Linked DNA regions of Arachis hypogaea: region 1 is linked to region 2. A link is a contact called in public Hi-C data. All regions are on one chromosome and are shown on one strand. Each heading gives the region's core, a stretch centred on a gene start, on an enhancer-like site or on the middle of the called end of the contact. The rest is flanking DNA. Distances are from core to core; before and after follow the strand shown.

The links. Hi-C and Micro-C count contacts between places; a contact is called where the count stands out from the background.
Region 1: a contact with region 2 is called in a Hi-C map of an unstated tissue, with 5 times the contacts expected there. The contact joins the promoter of LOC112733205 here to the promoter of LOC112737846 in region 2. A contact is called at or near these places in 3 of 8 Hi-C or Micro-C datasets (leaf and an unstated tissue).

What each region holds. Positions count from the first base shown.
Region 1 is chr13:28,395,074-28,398,765 of arahy.Tifrunner.gnm2.J5K5, forward strand. It overlaps LOC112733205 (protein MAIN-LIKE 1-like), which reads right to left and starts at 1,496. Exons shown (of 5, transcript XM_025782082.1): 1 at 1,458-1,496; 2 at 1,303-1,365; 3 at 698-1,221; 4 at 493-580; 5 at 275-400. The coding sequence starts at 1,496. The coding sequence ends at 275.
Region 2 is chr13:28,237,696-28,241,566 of arahy.Tifrunner.gnm2.J5K5, forward strand. LOC112737846 (indole-3-acetic acid-amido synthetase GH3.6) reads right to left here and starts at 2,077. Exons shown (of 3, transcript XM_025787976.3): 1 at 1,410-2,077; 2 at 413-1,326; 3 at 1-330. The coding sequence starts at 1,714.

The DNA.
Region 1 (3,692 bases), core at 246-2,745, 160 kb after region 2:
TACCACTTACCTCCATGTCCAGAGACAAGAACCTCTTTCCATGCTGAAGCCACCACTCGAGGAACTCATGCGATGGTCCAGGGTCGGCAACAACATCGAACCTCAGCACGGTCTCCGCACGGGACTCCCAATAGAGATGCCACTTCTGCAAATGGTACGGGAACCATCTATCACCACCTCTGCCATCCTTTGACATCAGAAAGTCGATGTTCAGGGCGGGACCCGGACGGGGCTGCACCCCTCCGAACTGCGGAAGCACCCTATCTATCTGATGCTACTCTATGACGGCAAAGTAGATCAGCGACGTCATAGACCGCCACAACGCCATATGCCGAGGCTCCAGTGCCTCTGGATGCACAACCTGAAGTACGTCGGGGCTGCTGTACGGCATCCAGATAAACTGCACGGAGAACCCTCCATTGTCAGGACAAGTCATAGACACAACTCATAAAGTGTGGTTAAATAATGAAACTGTTTAAGTTGCATACTCACCTCCCTGTCCTGTAACCGGTCTATCCTCAACCTCCACATCTGCATTCTCGGACCCTTCTCGCTACCGGAAGGGTTGTAACCTGACCACCTGCATCATACATGTGTCTTATGGCAACCTAAATGTGTGTTTTCGGTATGTAATACATTATTAATCAACATGGAGTTATGCAAATTAAATTGAAATAGAGAAGGCTGAGTATAGTACCTCGAGGCCAACGGCCAGCTGAATGTCTCATACCCTGCAGGCCTAAACAGAGAAAATCGCCAGAAGATCCAAGACTGAAGTAGCTGAAGTGGGCCCGCTAACTTAACCACATGTCTGTTCGCCACTCGGCACATGCACCGGTACAACCATGCCAGTGCCGCAGAACCCCAGCTATAGGTACCCATCTCCTCCAGCCTAGCAACGTAGGGAAGCCATCTGATGTGAACGCGGTTGCCCGACTTGTCCGCAAACAGCTGCGTACCCAACAACATCATGATGTACGCACGGGCATATCTCCGCACAGTCTCGTCATCGGCTCCCTCGGGGCACTCACCAAAGGTCTCCTGGAACCAGCTACAGTTCACTGCGTACTTCTGAACCTGACTGGGAGGAGGAGTCACTCCAAGCAACTCCTGAAACCACACCCAGGCTGGACGGCCACCCTGGATGTATATCTGGAACTCTGACAGGCAACCACTCACGTAATGCCCGTCCACCGGCAAACCCAACTGGTATGCAATATCCTGAAGTGTGATCGTGCACTCTCCGAACGGCATATGAAACGTGTGCGTCTCCAGACGCCAGCGCTCCACGAATGCACTGACTAGGGCCTCGTCTAACCGGAACCATCTGTCGTTCAGCCTTACAAGATGGTATAGTCCGGCCATCTGCAAGTACAGAACGTATCTGTCATCCAGTCGCATGCCCTGCTGCCGCCGCATGCTCCTGATGCATCGCTGAGGCTGCGCATCACAAGCACCGCTTTGTTAGAACCAGCTTCGTAATCAATGACAAACATAACCAACACGATAAATCATCAACAAAACATCATACTAAATCAATCCACATAAATATCCATGAATGACTACCACATGCAAAACAACTACCATATACCACCCCCCCTAAACCACTAAAATAAAACATCTTAACTAGAACCACTAACGTAAAACAGCTTCACTAAAACCATTAACAAGAAAATAGCTAACATTAAACCACTAACAAAAACCACTAAAATAAAACAACTAACACAAACCACTAACATAAAACAACTAACACAAACCACTAAAATAAAACAACTAACACAAACCACTAACATAAAACAACTAACATAAACCGCCAACATAAAAAAACCAACATAAACCACTAAAACCAAATGCAAAACCACTTAGTCACATAAACCGCTAGCACGAACTTATTTCTGTACTAACCTCGTCGTTGATGACCCCAGCTATATGAGCAACTCCGTCCAAGCGATATAACCTTGCCGGATCGTCCCCCATCAGCAGAGTATTCCGTTCAGGTCTTCGTCGGAGAGAATCTGGGTCGTTTTCTCTGGGATTTGGTGGGGCAGGGGAAATGAATAATGGTTCGAATGAGGCTGATTCGAACTCCTTATATAGCCGAATCACGAGTAATTCGAACCAGGTCGGTTCGAATTACTAAGGAGCCACTTCAAGGGTAATTCGAATCAGATTGGTTCGAATTACATGGGTTGCTTTCGAGTGTGTAATTCGAACTAGCCCTGTTCGAATTACATGGGATTAGAGTTCAAACCTACATGGTTCGAATTACATGCAACCTTTTTTCAGCCTAATTCGAACCACTCTGGTTCGAATTATTAACGATTGTAGTTCGAACCATGCTGGTTCGAATTACATTAAGATAGTGTTTGGCTCATTGCTAAAACGATTTTGACTTTGGCTTATTTACGTAACTTAAATCTTGCCTTGGCTTATTAGGGTGTTTTGCCCTAAAACAAATATATATCCCGCCTCTATAAAAAGATATATATACTTTCGTTGTGTGTATATATAAGAAAAAAATGTGATGGTTGATCATTGGTCGTTAGATCCATTAGTTGCTTAATTAGGATTATAAATAAGAGCATTAGCCATTATAATCATCATTAGAGTTAGTGAATATTACTCGATCATATAGTTTGATTTTTCGCACTAAAAAGTTAATTAAGAGAAATTATATACATGGATGATAATATAGAACAGCGGAGACGAGATATGATCTCTCATACCCGCCCCACGTCCTAAAACTTTTTTCCATCTCGATCTCTATTTTCCGTGACAATGAAATATTCTTCCGGATCTCGATTTTTTGTTAAAAAATACAATTAGGGATGGAAACGGAGCAGGGAATAAAAATAGGATTGGTAATGGATAGAGTATAATAGAATTTTGACTTTACTTTAATTCTATTTACGAGTTAAAAATTTTATTAAAACTTTATCATATTCTATTTGTGGGTTGAGAATCTCTCAATCTTAATCCTACCCACGTCTTAAAGTTTTAAATTCTATCCTACTCTATCCTACCCGTAGAAATATCAATTTTTTTCTAAGCAAATATAAAATTTAATCATTCTAAATTTCATACATATTAATAAAATAAAAAATAAAAAATTAATGCTCTAAATTACTAAATTAACTAACTAGTTTAGTGATTGTCCATTTATTGCAAGTCATTACATAAGAGAGGTTTGGGATTTAACTTTTATATATTTCTTTCACTATATATCTATTTTTTATAAAATGTGGGTTATATATAGGGTGCGGGTAGGGTATAGGATAGGGTACACTCTAAACACGTACCCTACCCTACCTGCAGGCATACCCGGATCGATCTCTACCCTACTCGCAGCGAGTCGGGTAGCCTGCCCTACCCAAACAGATTGGGCCGGGTTGGGTACCCGCGGTAGGGTATGTATTACCAGTCCTAGATCGGGGATGTCTCCCTACTTCCCATTTCCGTCCCCAGATTTGCTCTCTGTCTCTGCCCGGATTCTCGCCGTGGAAATTTTTTTCCATCTCTATTTTTTGTGGGGCCCTATTTCCCATCTTTTCGATAGTTCTGACTAATTATTATTTTTTATAGGAATAGAGTTGCAAGTATCTATTCTATACAAAAATAGCAAAATTTTTTACAAAAATGCTAAACATAAGACGACGACTTCTTTCAAATTGATGCGGTGGGAGAACGCAACA
Region 2 (3,871 bases), core at 827-3,326:
TGTTGAGCGATTCTTCAATGGCTAAGCAACAATCCTCGAAGACGCAGGGTGGAATTTGGGTTGTTCCGTTGAGAGTTAGCTCCCAGTAGAGCACGTAGTGGCCTGGGATTGTTGTTGTGTCTGCGTAGCTTGTGTATTCCGAGACGGTGGCGTCGAACGGGACGAGGTGCGTGACGGCGTTCTTCATTGCGTTCTGGAGCTCCACTTCGTCTGTCTTGTCGGAATCTATGCTGAGGACTACGTTCTTTCTGCAGACGAAGTTGAATTGTGGGGCCTTGTTCTTGAATCCGGCCACCCTCAGCACATCCCCCACTCTGTAGCGGTATAGTCCTGGAAGAGGCAGAGATGATATTAATATATATATATATAGACAAATTCTTATTTAACTCTTACAGACAATAAAGAATCCCACCGGCGTATGTTGTGACAACTAGCTCGTATTCCTGGCCGAGCTTGACATCAACGAGTTCAACGAGGTCTTGCTGTTCCTTGTCGGGGAGAGAATCGGTGTGGTCGGAGTTGGTTCTGTTGACGGGAAGGAACTCGTAGTAGCACATGGTGGGAATAAGAGTGTAGGAAACCTCACTAGGCTTGCAAAGAGGGGTAAGGTTAACACCAAAGTAGCACTCGCTAGAGGCATACATGGTGCACACGAGTGGTAAACCATTGCTATAGTAATCCAATGTGGGAATGTACTGTGACATTGTCCCAGTCACAATAACATCCACATACTTTGTGTTGGGCCACAGCCTAGTGATGATTCCCTGCCAAGATTTCTTCCCGCACTCCGCCTCGATGAAATCCGCCAACTTCGGGTCGGGTTTCAGGATCTTCATAACCGCCTCGCGGACCGAAACGTCCGTGATCTCGCCGTTCACGCTTCCTGTTCTTATGTCATTGCAAAGAAGGGTCCAATGCTTCTCCAGGAAGCGAATCGCCCGGATGAAGCCGGAGGCGAAAACCGCTCCCACTCGGAGCACCTCTTTGTTCTGGCAAAGGCCACAGAGCAATTGAGAATACATACTCTGGTAAGAGTCTGGACAGAGTACGGTCTCGTTTGGGCTGGTGTAGTTTGTGTACGGGTCATAAGGTCTGTCCCTGAAGTATGAGCTCTTGTAGTAGCTGGTTAAAACGGGACGAGCCACGATCCCTGAGGGTGTTTTGGCCTCGGCTTTTATGAACATTAAGTACATTCCTTTGCCGTTTTCTAAGCCAGGAACAAACTGGCTCATAACCGGCATCAGTAAGCTATACAGCAAGCTCCTCCTTCCCAGTTCTTCTTCAATTGTAGGCATCAGCTTCCTCTCACCACCCGATGTTCCAGAACTACATAACAAAACATGATAATATTATGTCACTATTTATAACTTACATTATTCAATTTAGTTTTTTAATGTAACAGAAGATACCTTGTGAGGAACTCTGAAATGGGCTTAGAGCAAAGAATTGGGGAGGTATCGCCATTGGCGATACGATTGATATCGGGCTGGAGGTCCTCGTAGGAAATGACAGGGAGTAGTTTTTTGAAGGTGTCGCGGTCAGTTTGGCCGTTGAGGCCGTGTCGTCGGAGGTACTCCACGTTTGCATTGCGGGAGAGGATTTCGGAGAGGACCTTCTGTTGGACTTGGTCGGCGTTGGAAGTCACATCCTCGATGAACTCGAGGATCTTCCTGTTCTGTTCTACGAGGTTGTAGTCTTTGGGAGCCTCAGGCATGGTGGTGTATGTGAATTAAGAAAGACAGATTTTGTGTGTGTGAAATGTAAAGGGGAAGAAAGAGTGTGTGTATGATGATTCCGTTAGAGGAGGGGGAGGAGGGAGGGGGGGAGATGGGTGTGTTGGGCGTGGGGTGAAAAGGATCACAAAGTGGTATATATAGAGGCACATGTCAAGCTGGGTTTGCTTCTGGGTTTGGACTAGGAGTAATTCAAAACCACACCTGAGGGTACAATTGGGAATTCTTACCCGTTCTTGAACCATTTTTTATTTTCTTCTTTTTTTTTTTCTTGGTCTTCTTTTTTTTATTTATCCCTTTTTTCACCTATATGTATAGCGGGTATAGAGATTACTATATTTTTTCACATTAGTAAGTGCCGGGTGTGAACTTTTTGGTTACTGTATTGACTTACTAGTAAATTAACTGCATAATGTGTATATAAAAAATGAGTTATTAAATCTCAGTTATTTGTATATAATTTATATTTAAATATAAATATATATTAAAAATATAATTTAATTAATTTGGATTGGTCGAGTAGTCAACTCACTCATCCGTTTAAATAAGTATCGGAGATTCGAATTCTGTCTTGTACATGCAGCAATAATTCATTAGTTAACGACAAATTTTTAAATAAAATTCAGATCCGCGATAAATTAATTCTTAGTCTGTCGGACTCAAGATATTGATTTTGTTAGTTGACACCAAAATTATAGATTTCAAAATCATTATTGATTAATTCCTCACACCCATGATTAAATAAAATATGAATTTGACTTACTTTAAATCTAAATCTTATCTAAACATATATACTATACATAAATCAATATAGTATTCAATATTAGACATGTACACGTAACACATTATTTAAATATTTATATGTCATGTCTAAAGCATAAGCATACATACAACTTCCATGCATTTATGGTCATCTTAAGCCCTCTCGGCCACATTGACTAGAGAACTTCGTTTTTCCATTGTTAGGTGAAAAATAGTTTTAAAAAATTGGAATTAGTAGAATTCATCAGAAGAATAACACAATTTCAGTTGGAAATGACTTGGCATATTAATTCAAGATGAGTGAATACCATCACCGCTTTTTGAATATATATAGATAGAATGGAATCCAAGTAGTAATAACAGAAAAAAAAAAAAAAAAAGGAAGAGGCATGCATTTTGGAGTCACTTTTGAAATGCATAGTGGTTGTTATCAAAGTGGTTAAGTAGTTGTAGACTACTAGTACTAGTCCATATCTTAAAAGGCGGCAAAAAGATCATAAAAATACGGAATAAAGACAAACTTATATATCCAATTGTCATATATTGGATTGGATTGTCCAATCCAAATTTTTGGTTTTACGAAATTCTCATAAGTTAACTCATCAAAATATCCAAAAAGAAAAAGAAAAAAAAAGAAAAAGAAAGGGAAATAATGCTTTTATAATTAGATCAGACTTATATAAAGTTAAAATTAATTATATGATTTTAATGTTGTTATTTCATTCAATTTAAATGTATATAATAAATGCGTTAAGGAAAGTTAGTTGATAAATATAAAACTTTATATATCAGATGTGTAATATAATATATATTTTTCTTTATATCGACCAGTCTTTGGTATCCATTTTTGTTGGTTACTTTGAAAAATTGTGTTTTATATTATATGTTGCAACTTATTAGTATTAAAGAATGGCTCAGATGACTCTTTTCGATATGAGCTTGACTGTCTTAGAAAAGGGTTCATGTAATTTCCACCAAAATATATATAGGATAAGAAAAAATAAATTAACTAATAAAATATGAAAACATGTTTCAAAATGTCAGGGTTCAAGATTAAGAAGCTGCAGATTTTGGTAAATTATGTGTAGTTTAGTTAAAAATTGAAATTCTGTTACAAAATTCAGTTACATAATATGTCTCTATGTATCTATAAATAGCAATGTCTTGTACATAAAAAAGTTAGTTTTAACATATAATAGTTAATTATGATTTTCTTTCAATTCATTTTTTTTCTATTTTTTTTTTTCTGCACTCTACAATTTCATTTTTTCCATCATCAACATTACTACTTCGTATCAGAAACCTTTTCATGGTATCCAGAGCCTAATAGTTGACATCATGACTATGATCCTTTCTAACGCTTCCAACTCCAAATA